Linked DNA regions of Mus musculus: regions 1 and 3 are each linked to region 2. Evidence: chromatin contacts called from public HiChIP or PLAC-seq data. All regions are on one chromosome and are shown on one strand. The core of a region is the stretch at or near the end of the contact, and the rest is flanking DNA. Distances in the headings are between cores, read along the strand shown. Region 1 overlaps Hhat (hedgehog acyltransferase). Region 2 overlaps Rd3 (retinal degeneration 3). Region 3 overlaps Hhat (hedgehog acyltransferase).

The links. HiChIP or PLAC-seq counts read pairs in DNA pulled down with a chosen protein or histone mark.
Region 1: an H3K4me3 HiChIP or PLAC-seq map of bone marrow-derived macrophages shows a contact between it and region 2, with 8 times the contacts expected there. The contact joins two enhancer-like sites. A contact is called at or near these places in 2 of 115 datasets of contacts at active chromatin or transcription factors (bone marrow-derived macrophages and large pre-B cells).
Region 3: an H3K27ac HiChIP or PLAC-seq map of T-cell acute lymphoblastic leukemia shows a contact between it and region 2, with 6 times the contacts expected there. The contact joins two enhancer-like sites. A contact is called at or near these places in 4 of 115 datasets of contacts at active chromatin or transcription factors (T-cell acute lymphoblastic leukemia, embryonic basal ganglia, embryonic stem cells and 1 more).

Annotation. Positions count from the first base shown.
Region 1 is chr1:192,750,912-192,755,322 of GRCm38.p6, reverse strand. All of the region lies in intron 2 of Hhat (hedgehog acyltransferase), which reads left to right. Among named protein-coding and RNA genes, the nearest start is that of Gm22265, 7.5 kb to the right of the region's middle. Within about 2 kb of position 2,037, at least 165 of the 459 cell types and tissues checked have an H3K27ac peak or open chromatin away from gene starts, as enhancers often do. A contact at or near this core is called in bone marrow-derived macrophages, where this site is marked.
Region 2 is chr1:191,987,387-191,991,819 of GRCm38.p6, reverse strand. It overlaps Rd3 (retinal degeneration 3), which reads right to left. Exons shown (of 3, transcript NM_023727.4): 3 at 3,538-4,433. Among named protein-coding and RNA genes, the nearest start is that of Mir3473c, 9.0 kb to the left of the region's middle. Within about 2 kb of position 1,634, at least 407 of the 459 cell types and tissues checked have an H3K27ac peak or open chromatin away from gene starts, as enhancers often do. A contact at or near this core is called in T-cell acute lymphoblastic leukemia and bone marrow-derived macrophages, where this site is marked.
Region 3 is chr1:192,691,680-192,695,765 of GRCm38.p6, reverse strand. Hhat (hedgehog acyltransferase) reads left to right here. Exons shown (of 12, transcript NM_144881.4): 8 at 1,817-1,967. Among named protein-coding and RNA genes, the nearest start is that of Gm22265, 52 kb to the left of the region's middle. Within about 2 kb of position 2,620, at least 24 of the 459 cell types and tissues checked have an H3K27ac peak or open chromatin away from gene starts, as enhancers often do. A contact at or near this core is called in T-cell acute lymphoblastic leukemia, where this site is marked.

The DNA of each region.
Region 1 (4,411 bases), core at 788-3,287, 760 kb before region 2:
CATGGGTTGAAGTGTTAGCTCATTCGTTTCCTAAGCAATGTGTTTGTATCATTGCGCTGTATCTGACTGACTTTTCTCAGGATTCCAGAATGGAAATTGTAAACTGGAACTATACTGATGTATTTCAGGTTTCAAAAAAATTATTGGCTGGTGCAAGGCCCCAGGGGTTAAAAGTTTTTGTTGCTCTATCATAAGACCCTGCTTTGGTTCCTAGCAACCGTATCTGGTGCCCTGCAACTGTCTGTAACTCCAGTTCCAGGGATCCAAAGACCTCTTCTGGCCTTCAAGGGCACCTGCATGCTCATGGTACACATAAACTCATGTAGTTACACACACACACACACACACACTCTAAAAAATATATATATATATTTTGTCTGTTTGAACCAGGGTCTTGTGCAGCCCTGAATGGCCCCAAACTTGCTATGTACGGCTTGGAGCTCCCCATCTTCCAGTTGTCACCTCCCTAGTGCTGGATGACAGATACGTTTCACCATGCCTAGTTTCTCTTTCTTTTTCTGGGGACTGAGCCCAGGGCTTGATATGGACTGAGCCAACCAAATGATACACAAATACCAAATGAGTACCAAGTGAGTATACCAAGTGAGACACACCTCCGTCTGGTTTTTGTGGTTTTGAGACAGGGTTCTTCTATATAGCCCAGGATGACCTTGAACTGCAGACCATCCTCATGAGTTCAGTGGCAAAATAAACAAATACATAAATAAATAATTCATTTTTAAAAAGCTGAAGGTTTGTAATCTTAGGTGGGGGTTAGGGGTGGGGGTGGTGTGAGGGACTGAGGTGGAGGGTGGAGGAGTCGGGTAGGTGGGTGGAGATATAGACAGGCAGATACCCAGGGATTGCTGGTCCACTAGTCTAACCTGTTTGACAAGTTCCAGTCCAGTGAGAGACCTTGTTTCAAAACATAAGGTGGACAGTGTCCCTGAGGGACATCAACCAAGGTTGTCCTCTGATCTCTACATACAAATATATACACTCTCGTGTACACACACACACACACACACACACACACACACACGCACACACGCACAAAGACATAAAAAAAAAACACTACCAATAATGAGTGTTGGGTTGTGTTCCCTTGCAGTACCTCATCAGACGAGAGATGATTTTCTCTTTTTGACCTGCTAATGATATTTTTATTTTAAGGGAATAAAGTTTTCAGGAGCAACCACAGTGACTTCTGCTGTGTACCTTCCCTGGCCATGGTATTTTATCAACCTCTTTTCTCTGAATTGAAAAGACAATCAGTTTCTGAGTGTGCCTGGTCAGACCTCGGTTTTATCCTTGGAGATTCCAACATGGCACCGAGACTCTTTCGTATACCATGGGCCCCTTCCTTTCTTGTAAACCATGTAACTGGTGCCTGAAGTCTCTGTCGCTTGCTTTCACTCTCTTGCAAGCTTGTGGCTACCCAAGTTCCCTTCGAAGCAAGATTCCTCGAAAAGTTCCCAAGTGTTTCTGGGCTATTAGCATATTTACCTTTGTCTTTTTAAGGCAGTGTGATGATAATATTTTTCAAGGTTCCTGAGCTTTTCGGATGTGTCGACCACACTCCAGAGTCAAATACTGCATGTACCTTATGTCCCTGTCTTAAGAAATTGTTCAGATTTATCCATTTAGCAGATTTATTTTCTTTCTCAAAGAACAAAGTTTGGCAGCTTTTCTGTTTTCTGTGATAATCACTTTCTAATGAAAGTAGCCATGTGGGATCCTGCTGACCCAATAGTCTGCAAGCATGCCTTTCTGCAGAAGTTGCCTGTTACTGACATTTGCATAAATGGACTTCTGCCTTCTGTAGATTTGAGGTTTCAGGTCACCTACTTCCCCTTCTTTAGCTGTCAGTGAACTGTTGCTAATGTCTTTGTAAACGAGTGCTAACACCCGGGGATCTAAAAACAGCTTTCCTGGTGCAGAGTTTCTGTCTGACTTGCCACCTCTCATTTCTTTGTTATTATGTAGCAGTTGTCTCCAGAGTAGGATACAGCTGTAGCGAACACGCTTGCCCCACGCTTTCACTTTCCCCTGTTAGCCCTGCAGGCACAGCCATTAATAATCTGGGTCTATGAGAGCATGACACAGCAGCGGTTGTAATAATGAGAGCTTGACACAGCAGCAGTTGTTAAGTGGGCCTTTTCCTTTACATGGTTCATGCAATGCATCAACCTCTCACAGGACAAGGGCTGGGTGAAAAGGCAAGTACTAACTGTTGCAATTGAGGATTTGTTTGCAAGTGGGTTGGTGACTTTAGAGAGCTTATTCTACCATGTGGGTGGGGGAGGCAAGGGATCCTGTCCTTGAACAGGTGGCCTTGCCTAGGGAGCTTGCTGAGGGTGAGAGGGGCCACTGAGGGGACTTTGGTGATAGGACTTGAGTGCCTCGCTCTGCAGGTTGCCAAGGATTGAATCTGTCTCCCAGTGTCCTTACATCAAAGCTTCCAGTGTGTCAGATGGCACTTGACCAAGTCCTTGTCACTCACAAAACTACTGAGTCACTGCCTTCCTCCAGGGATACCAGATCTCTTAGCCCAGCCCCTTTCAGGCTTGCTTTGTTATTGCCTTCTGTGTTGGTTATTGTCCTTACAGAACTTTTCACCAATCACAGCAACGTGGTGGTTGAGAAAACAGGCAATGATGTGGAGTGTCTTCCTCATTCCCTACCTGCTTTATTGCTTTGAGACAGGGTCTCTCACTGATTAGTCTAAGCTAGCTGCTCTGCAGCCTTGGAGATTCTCCAGTTTCCACCTCTCCGGGACTGGGTTTATAGATGTGTGCTGCTGTACTAGGCTTTTCCTGTTTGTCCTGGGGATCTGAACTCAAGACTCCATGAGCACATGAGACTTCATGGTACAGTGAGCACTCTACTAATGATGCCATCTCCCCATGCCCCTCTGCCCAGAACATGGCTCTATCAGCAATTGGCTTAAGTTCAGAGTTCAGGAGGCTTGGTCTGCTTGGGAGGTCTTCCTGACCTTGGTTATTTTGCATCCTATTTACAGATCTCATGTGTTTTTATTGAGTTATTTGTGACCCACATTCTCATTCTCTGAGAGAATTGGAGGAAGAAAGAAGAGGTTGAAGCCCTGGGTCTCAAAAGTCATGGAAAACCTATCCTACCATGTATGTCTCTGCTGTAGCATAGTCTGCTTATGAGGTTTTTTTTATAATAATAATAATAATAAATTTATTTGCCAGAATATGATGATACAGGTATGCCATTTTCTTTTTTTTTTTATTTATTAGGTATTTTCTTCATTTACATTTCCAATGCTATTCCAAAAGTCTCCCATACATCCCCCACTCCCCTACCCACCCACTCCCACTTCTTGGCCCTGGCGTTCCCCTGTACTGAGGCAGATAAAGTTTGCAAGACCAAGGGGCCTCTCTTTCCAATGATGGCCGACTAGGCCATCTTCTGATACATATGCAGCTAGAAACACGAGCTCTGGGGCGGGGGGGGGGGGGTACTGGTTAGTTCATATTGTTGTTCTACCTATAGGGTTGCAGACCCCTTTAGCTCCTTGGGTACTTTCTCTAGCTCCTCCATTGGGGGCCCTGTGATCCATCCAATAGCTGACTGTGAGCATCCACTTCTGTGTTTGCTAAGCCCTGGCATAGCCTCACAAGAGACAGCTATATCAGGGTCCTTTCAGCAAAATCTTGCAGGTATAAGCAATGGTGTCAGCATTTGGAGGCTGATTATGGGATGGATCCCTGGGTATGGCAGTCTGTAGATGGTCCATCCTTTCATCTCAGCTCCAAACTTTATCTCTGTAACTCCTTCCATGGGTGTTTTGTTCCCAATTCTAAGAAGGGGCAAAGTGTCCACACTTTGGTCTTCATTCTTCTTGAGTTTCATGTGTTTTGCAAATTGTATCTTGTATCTTGGGTATTCTAAGTTTCTGGGCTAATATCCACTTATCAGTGAGTACATATCATGTGAGTTCTTTTGTGATTGGGTTACCTCACTCAGGATGATGCCCTCCAGGTCCATCCATTTGCCTAGGAATTTCATGAATTCATTGTTTTTAATAGCTGAGTAGTACTCCATTGTGTAAATGTACCACATTTTCTGTATCCATTCCTCTGTTGAGGGGCATCTAGGTTCTTTCCAGCTTCTGGCTATTATAAATAAGGCTGCTATGAACATAGTGGAGCATGTGTCCTTCTTACCAGTTGGAGCATCTTCTGGATACATGCCCAGGAAAGGTATTGTGGGATCCTCCGGTAGTACTATGTCCACTTTTCTGAGGAACCGCCAGACTGATTTCCAGAGTGGTTGTACAAGCTTGCAATCCCACCAACAATGGAGGAGTGTTCCTCTTTCTCCACATCCTCGCCAGCATCTGCTGTCACCTGAATGTTTGATCTTAGCCATTCTGACTGGT
Region 2 (4,433 bases), core at 385-2,884:
TCAACTTGACACAAGCTAGAATTATCTGAAAGGATGGGGCCTCAAGTGAGAAAAAGCCTCCATAAGATCAGGCACGTTTTTCTTAATTAGCGATTGATGGGGGAGGGCCCAACCATTGTGAGTGGTGCCATCCCTAGGCTGGTGGTCCTGGGTTCTATAAGAAAGCAGGTTGAGCAAGCCATGGGGAGCAAGACAGTAAGCAACACCCCTCCATGGCGTCTGCACCAGCTCCTGTCTCCAGGTTTCTGCCCTGTTTGAGTTCCTGTTCTGACTCTCTTCAACGTTGAACAATAATATGGAAGTGTAACCCGAATAAAACCTCTTCTCCCAACTTGCATTTTGGTCATGGTGTTTCATCGCAGCAATGGAAACCCTAAGACAGTGTCCACCGGGAGATGAGTCAGGAGTGGGGCTACCTGAGTGTTCCTCCAAATGAGATGAAGCTAAGTGCTTGTTGCTCAGGAGGCTCTTGGAGGGTTATCTGAGAACACAATGACAAGTGAGGGTGACTCTGTCTGGGTCACTGTGCCCCTTATTTTGATAGTGCCTTTCTTCTCACTGCTGCACTTGATAGATGCATCTACTTGACATGTGACCCGCCACAGAGAGGCAGAGGAACCCGGACTACAGCTCTGCACCTGTGATCAGTCCTGACGGGCGTGCACATAGCAGTGGAAACACCCACACCCCTAGGCTCTTTTCCATCTCACTCCAGCACATCTCAGCACAAGCGATTGCTCATGTGCGAGAGGCAGGAACCCCCGAGGAGAGCCCTGTGTGTATCATCACCCCTGAACCCACTTCAGTATGTGGAGGTGCCCATGGTGATTATAATTCTAACACAGAGCAGCAGGTGACAGTCTCCAGGGAAGAGGGCCAGGCCAATATGTATGTTTATGTCTTAGTTTTCAACAAAGGTAAAAAGAAAATTTAAATGTAATAGCAAAAAAGTTTACGGAAGAGAATATAAAGAAATATTGGAGAGGGCGTAGTATATTTTGGGAGTTGGAAAGACAGATCAGTGGTTGAGCCCTGGCCACTGCTACATTCATGAAGGCAAAGCACCCATACACAAAAAATAAAAATAAATCTTCTGAAAAAAATTGTCTAGGAGGTGAACATCCGAGAATGTTTCAGAATGCTGTTCTGCTGTCAAAACACTCCATGTTTTCAAAATGATTTGACCACTGCTGTTTTCCACAGACATTCACTGCAAACTCCCCCCCCCCCCTTCAATAATTCTACACTGTCTGCAAGATAAAAGCCTTGAAGTTCTGGCTTAATTCTTTTTAGTTATAGTTCCTTTTATTTTCCAAAGTCAGGGAATTTTTTGAACTTGTAACTCTGGGAATGGAGAGCCTCAACTCTCCCAACATTGAATACAAAATATTATGTGAATGTGCATTTTGTTTCCAGTACAAGGTATAGATAGCTTTAAGTGTTCAAAAGATGTGACTTTCAGCTTGCTGTCTATACCAAGCGCACGGTGTCTCTTACTGCCCACCCTGCTCTGCTGCGGACCAGAAACCCGCCCACCACCCACAACCCGCAGCTTGACAGACAGAACCAGGCTGGGCGGGACTTCCGGGCTTCCATCGCAGGAGAGAACAAGCGAAGGGCGGGGCCAAGGGCTCTTCTGCCTATCGTGGTGGTGGGGGGGTGTTGAGGCCACTTCCGGTTAGGGCGTTCTGTTTGGGCGCTCTCGGCTGCTGGCCCCTCCGAGCCTTTCCACGCGTGGTGAGCAGCCAGGCCTTAGGACTAGAGTTTGTAATCGACTGTGACAGGATGGCGAAGGTTCCCCAGACTTGAGACTACGTGTTTTCGCAGGTTAATTCCCCAGGTTGCACGCCCACTTCCGTCTTCCTTTACTCTTAAAGGGAAGTGATTTTTCTTCAGGTTTCGGTGTATTTCTTTTTAGGTTTGGCTCTGGCAATTTTTATGCCAGAGTGTGGAGGTTTGTCGACTGGTCGTCCTGATTTCTTTATTCGACCTCTGTGTCCTGGTGGTTTGACTGGAAGACTCTTAGTTTTGTAGGCAAGGATGTATTTGTAGGTAACAATTTTAACTTTTCCCAGGGGTCCAGCACCTCACCGGATCCACCTAAGGGCGCTTACTAAAAGGTGGCATCTTATGTTTTGCCAACTTTCTGGTAGACAGCTTTTTAAAAGTTACACTGTTCATTCCCTCCCTCGTCTGCGAGCCATTTTTTATTATTCTTTTACATTAGAAATGACTAAGGTGGTGGCGCACGCCTTTAATCCCAGCACTTGGGAGGCAGAGACAGGCGGATTTCTGAGTTCTAGGCCAGCCTGGTCTACAGAGTGAGTTCCAGGACAGCCAGGGCTACACAGAGAAACCCTGTCTCCGAAAAAAAAAAAAAAAAGAAAGAAAGAAAGAAAAGAAATAAGAAATGACTAAGGTGTCCCAAATATTTTCATTATCGGTCTTGGAGGTGATCCTATCTCTTCTCCGCTGTTTAAAATAGTAGGTTTTCCAGTGGTGAGCCCTCAAGTGCAGTAAGTGAATATGAGTCATAGCACCATGCTGATAAAATTCTGAGAAATGCAGAGACAAAGCAGGTGATACAGAAGTGGCAACAGATGCAGTAAGGGAGTGTGGGATACATGGGCCAGCTCTGAGCCTATCACCATATCCCTACGAGCCCCCAACAACATCCAGATCAGACCCGGCCTCCACACCTACAAGGGCAGCACACCCCTAATCCTTTCTCCAGTCAGGTGTGTTCTCCACAGTCTTTCTTGCACAGTCCTAGTCTCCACTCAGCCTGTCCCTGAAGATGTGGATTCAAATATTCACACCATATTGTTCTTCACATCTTAGACGGATAGTGACCCAGACCACCAACCCCATGGAACAGGCACTTTTTTCAGACCAGCCCAGAATTCCATGCTTTCTCAGCTTGCTAGCAACAACAGGCATGGCAGACCTCCAGAGTATAAGTGTTTGGAACCGGAAGTACCAATACGGCAGATAAACTCAGACCTCTCATGGAGTGTGCTACACACACATTCCAGAAAGACAGTGTTTTGGAAGCAAAACATTTCTTCCTCTTAAGACTTTGTAAACAGCTCTCAAATATGTCCTAGCCTAAAAGACAATTTTCCATGGAAAATTAATGACATGTAATGACTGCAGTAGCTATTTGTGGGTTAAAGTAAGCATGCAGGTCAAACCTGCATGATAACAAACTACAAAGAATGTGGTTTTGTTATGGCTGATTATCCTCAGCCTTTTTTCCTCCTTGTGTGTGATTCAAGTGTGCACTAGAAGGCTCCTGAAGTATTAAGCCAAGCATGCACCCCCTACCCAGAATGGCCAATAGGTTTTTATTATTTCAAATTAGTAAAAATATGTACTATTAATAGCTATTCTTTACTGGTGCAAATGGTTGGCACTTTTTGCTGCTTTCCTCATTTATGAAAGAATTTAAAAATCTAAAGCCAGAGAAGAAATTAATGTTATGTAAAATTACATTATATACATATATATATATTAGAGAATCTTTTGTGTTGAAATATTTTATCAAATGGCCACAATTTATTAATTTACTGTTTATCAACATGATACTCCATAAACAATCTTCCATTGTAGAATTATAGAGCACTATGTGATTGAGCATAAACAAATCATAATTTTCTGATTGATGTGTGGATGTATGAGATTTGATGAGACCCTCACTCTCAGAAACAAAATGCAAGGAGTCATATGTTGGGAAGAATTTGGGTCATTTCAGCAGGGACTAGGTATTAGATAATATGAAAGTTTGTGTAGATTTTTACTAGCAGAACAGCTGTGTGTTTGTGTTTCAAGACAGGGTTTCTTTGCGTAGCCCTGGCTATCTTGGAACTCATGCTGTAGACTACACTAACCTCGAACTCAGAGATCTTCATGCCTCTGCCTCCCAAACTCTGGGGCTAAAGATGTATGCCACCCTAGATAGGTAGATGACAGACAGACAGACAGATAGATATCCCCAACTTCTGGGATGTTCTCTTTTGCAGAGCACACTGAAGTATTCAGGCATGAAGAAACATATCTGAGATTCATATTAAAGTATCCGCCAAAATTTTGGGTTGAGAAATTAAAACATGAAACAAAAATGAAATTAATATTATTAAGAATTAATAAGCATTAAGGCTCCCTTTACTTTCTAGAACTTAAAAGTTCTCATACCAAGTAAGAAGCACCAGAACTAGGATGCTGCGCCAGCTGCGGCTCAGCGGGGGGGATGGGGGGGGCTCCCCCTCCCCTCCAGCCAACGCCAGCCCCTCAGCAGACACCTCTGTTAGCCCTGAGTCTTACAGGACCTGAGACCCTCACAGGCTTTAGTTAGCATCACAGCTAAGGTGGGACAAAGCAGAAGAGTACTGAGGAGGTTGGCAGGGACAGCAGTAGCAGCTGCCTGTCATGCA
Region 3 (4,086 bases), core at 1,371-3,870, 700 kb before region 2:
GATGAGTGGGATGGGGGTGCAATATGTGAATTCACAAAGAATCAATAAAGAGTTAAAGAAAAGAAAGCAAGGTGGAACCATCAAGATGGCTCATGGGTAGCCAGGCATGGTGGCGCACTCCTTTAATCCCAGCACTTGGGGGTGGGGGTGGGGGGCAGAGGCAGGTGGATTTCTGAGTTTGAGGCCAGCCTGGTCTACAAAGTGAGTTCCAGGACAGCCAAGGCCACACAGAGAAACCTGGGGGGTGTGGCGGGGGGGGGGGGGAAGGAGATGGCTCATGGGTAAAGATACTTGCTATCTAACCCAGTGACCTGAGTTCAATCCCAGAAAACTGACGCCTGCAAGTTGCTCTCTGACCTCCATATACATACACAGACACACATACATGCAAATGAATAAATTAAGTGTAAAACAAAACCCACAAGGATGGTGCATGAGAAAAGACATTCAAGGTTAACCTAAAATGGACACACATGCTCTCTCTCTCTCTCTCTCTCTCTCTCTCTCTCTCTCTCACTCATACCCGTTTAACATACTCTCATATATACACACACTCACACACACATACACTCACAATACCCTCTCACACACTTACATAGACACACTCTCACACTCATACATACTCCCACACACATACTTATACACATAAACACTCACACACATACACTCACACATTCTACATAGTCACACACTCACATATGCTCTCTCTCACGCACACTTACACATTCACACACACTCACATACACTCACACAAGTGCTTAATAAGAAATGAATGAATGAATACATAAGACACACAAGACTCTGTAGAGACTCCTGGTGTCTCATAATTGGGAAGAAAGCTGAATGGGACTTGCATGCGACATAAGCTCAAGAGGTGCCCATGGATCCTCCATGGGAACAACACACAACCCCAGAAAAGACTTGGGGTGCTGTTTTCACCTTCCTTGAGCTTCCTGGAAGATCACTTCAGACTGTCCATCTGCTTTAAAAGCTAATATGGCTGGAAGCCCCAGCGAGACCGCGACAGCGTGTTCATGTGGCATATAGAATATCTCCTGTTGCACAGAAGATACTACAGAATTTTTGGTGCAGCTGACCAGCTGTCTTCTAAAGGACAAGCACAAGGCACTGGTGGCAGATGTCAGTGCTGACCTCACTGTTATAGGAGGGTCTTAGGAATGCCACCTCAGCGGGGTATGTGGTCTAACGGCAGTCTTGCACCTCATGGAAAGCAAGCCACTCTTAAAGTCACAGAACACACAAAAGCCACAGATCAAGAGGTTTCCTGTAAATGTTTCTGGGGACATCAGGAAGTCAGGTTATATCAAACCAGAAAAATCTCTGCTGTGGTCTCAGACGCCATCTGATGGCAGTGTGAGCTTTTTAGGTTGTGGAAGCTAGTGGTCTGATTAGTTATATCCCCCACATTTTATGGCGGTGGACAATGAATGGATACTTCTGGGACTATGGTATAGTAAAGCAGTCTGGCTCTGGATCAGCAGGGTTCTAAGTCTCCAATGGCTCTGCCACAGCTGATCCGTGGGTCTTGTAGAGTCTTTAGTGTAGATATAGCTTGTGTTCTGGGATTTCAGCTCAAGGAGAGAACATTGATTTTCTATAAGATGGAGAACATCGATTTTCTTATAAGACTTCCCCCAGTGAGGCTGCATGCCCCAACCTTCCCCAAACAGGACCAACTAGGGACCAAGTGCAAATGCCGGAGACTGGAAGGTGAGGAGACTGGTGGAGAAGCAGGGCAGTCCCAGGAGCCTTCTGTCTTACACTGCAGTGGCTGACAGGTCCCCTTGCTTTGCAGGAGGACTGGCGCTGGCCCAAGTGCTCTTCTTCTATGTGAAGTACCTGGTGCTCTTTGGTGTCCCGGCTCTGCTCATGCGCCTGGATGGACTCACGCCACCACCTCTTCCCCGCTGCGTGAGCACCATGTTCAGTTTTACCGGGATGTGGAGGTCAGTCTCATGGTTTGCTTACGTCTTTGGGGTGTGTCTGATGGGCTTGGCTGGCTTTGAAGAGTTTGGCTACTGTTCTTCCCCTTCACTGAAACACGTTTGGAACTACGTATTCCCTTTCTTGCTAATATGATGGCAGTCTTGCTTTCTGACCCTCAACGTTGTCAGGCTACAGAAGTAAGTGAGGCAAGAGAGACTGTTTGCCCCCACACACAGGACTATGTCAGGAGTGGTTTCTTACTAGGGGCAGTATATTAGTCACTTATGCCATGGCTGTGATAAAAGACCCTGGCCAAAGCAATTTATGGGAAAAGGCTTAATTTCAGTTCACTGTCTGAGTGTAAATTCTATCATGGCGGGAAGTCTTAGGGGCGGAGCTTGGGAGGCAGCTGGTCACATTATATCCGCAACCATGAGGCAGACAGCAGTGCATGCTGGTACTCAGCTGGCTTTTTCCTTTTTATGCAATCCAGGATCCAACCCAAGGAATGGAGTCACCTCCTTTTAGAGTGGGTCTTCCCACCCCAGTTAGCTTATTGAAGATAGTGTGCCTGCAGGCTTATCTCCTAGATGAACCAGGATGTGGTCGAGTTGACAAACATCACCACAGACATGCCGCGAGGTCCTCCTTACTCTGCTTTCTTTGAAGACGACTGTGTGAGTCACACTGTTAACTAAAGACGAGTGTAATAGCCCAGGGCAGCACTCGATGCCATACACTCATCTCAGCCCGTCTGGTCCAGTCTTCCTATTTTTTCAGTAATAATAATAAGAGGGTGTATAATCTGTCTACAGAAGTTCTTTTGAAGATGAGGCAAGTCACAGCAAATGTTTCCAGACGTCAGCCCTCAATATGTGTTATTCCCGTGTGAGGTTTTGGGCGATGGCTTGTGACTGATCTTTCTCGGGAGTTTTTTCACTTTTTCTGCTTTTGTCCCACAAACTTAAGATTGGCCTGGAAGTTTTGTTCCTAAAGATCCCCCAAGTCCCTTGTCATTTCTGATAGCTGTTTTCCAAAAGGACTTGTTTGCTTCGATGTTTTTCTGAGCATGTCCAGTGTGAAGCAAGGGTCAGGATTGCTTCTGTAATTGCAGACCCCCTCCTGGAGGAAGCTTAGGGCTGTGGGGGTTGGAAGAGGGACACCAACTCAGCAAGGGGATGTCGGTGCCTACTTAAAACTTGCTCTTTGGCCCCTTGCTTGTTTCTCTTTAGTTCTGGCCTTGCTCAGAGCTGTAGACATGAGACCCAAGGTAGAACGTAGCAGGTGAATGTAGTGAATGTCACCGTATCCAGAGGAGCTCCTCTGCAGGACCCAGGCAGCATGCAATGTAGCTATGTGGGTACTTGTGGAATCACCTGGCTTCTTTATGCACAGTTTAGTTGAGTTCCAGCTTGCTTTATGGGGTTTCTTCTAGTTATTGAGGGACTGCTAAGCAGTTCCCTTATATTTCCTTCATTATTTAATTAAGCTCCAGGCTGGATTTTTTAATGGCAGGACTGGGGAATGCTGGCAAAGGGGCTCTTCTCAGGGCTGGGAAGTAGCTTTTGTTAAGATGAACCTCACTGGAAGCTGTTATAATATGACTGTCTCAGAAAGGTCACTTCCTCAGCCAATGGTGGGACCAGGGGTGATTTGGGAACATGTCACAGACATCTGGTGGGAAGCCTGCATGGTTCCTCTGCCTCTCTGTTGTGACCATCTGCACTAATGTACTGGAAAGGACATTTCCTGGGGGCTTCTACAGGGTCAGCTAGAGTGGTAACCATGGTGACCTGGGCAGTTTCCTTGTCCATAGGTCACTGGTTGCCACAAAGCCTCTGTGTTTCATAGAGTGAAACAGAATGGCTGTCTGTTTTTGTTTTATTTAATCAAAATTTTAATTTTTTTTTTTTTTTACATTTTAAGTGTGTGTGTGTGTCTGTCTGTCTGTGTATAGTTATGTGTACAAGAGTGCAGGTGCCCTTGGAGGCAAGAAGATACCTGGCACTGGATAGAGTGAGGCTGGACTTACAGATAGTTGTGACCTATGTGGTGTGAGTACGGGGAACCAAATTTATGTCCTCTTGAAGAGCAATCTGCACTTTGAACTGATGAGCCATCTCTTCAGATCCCTTAACT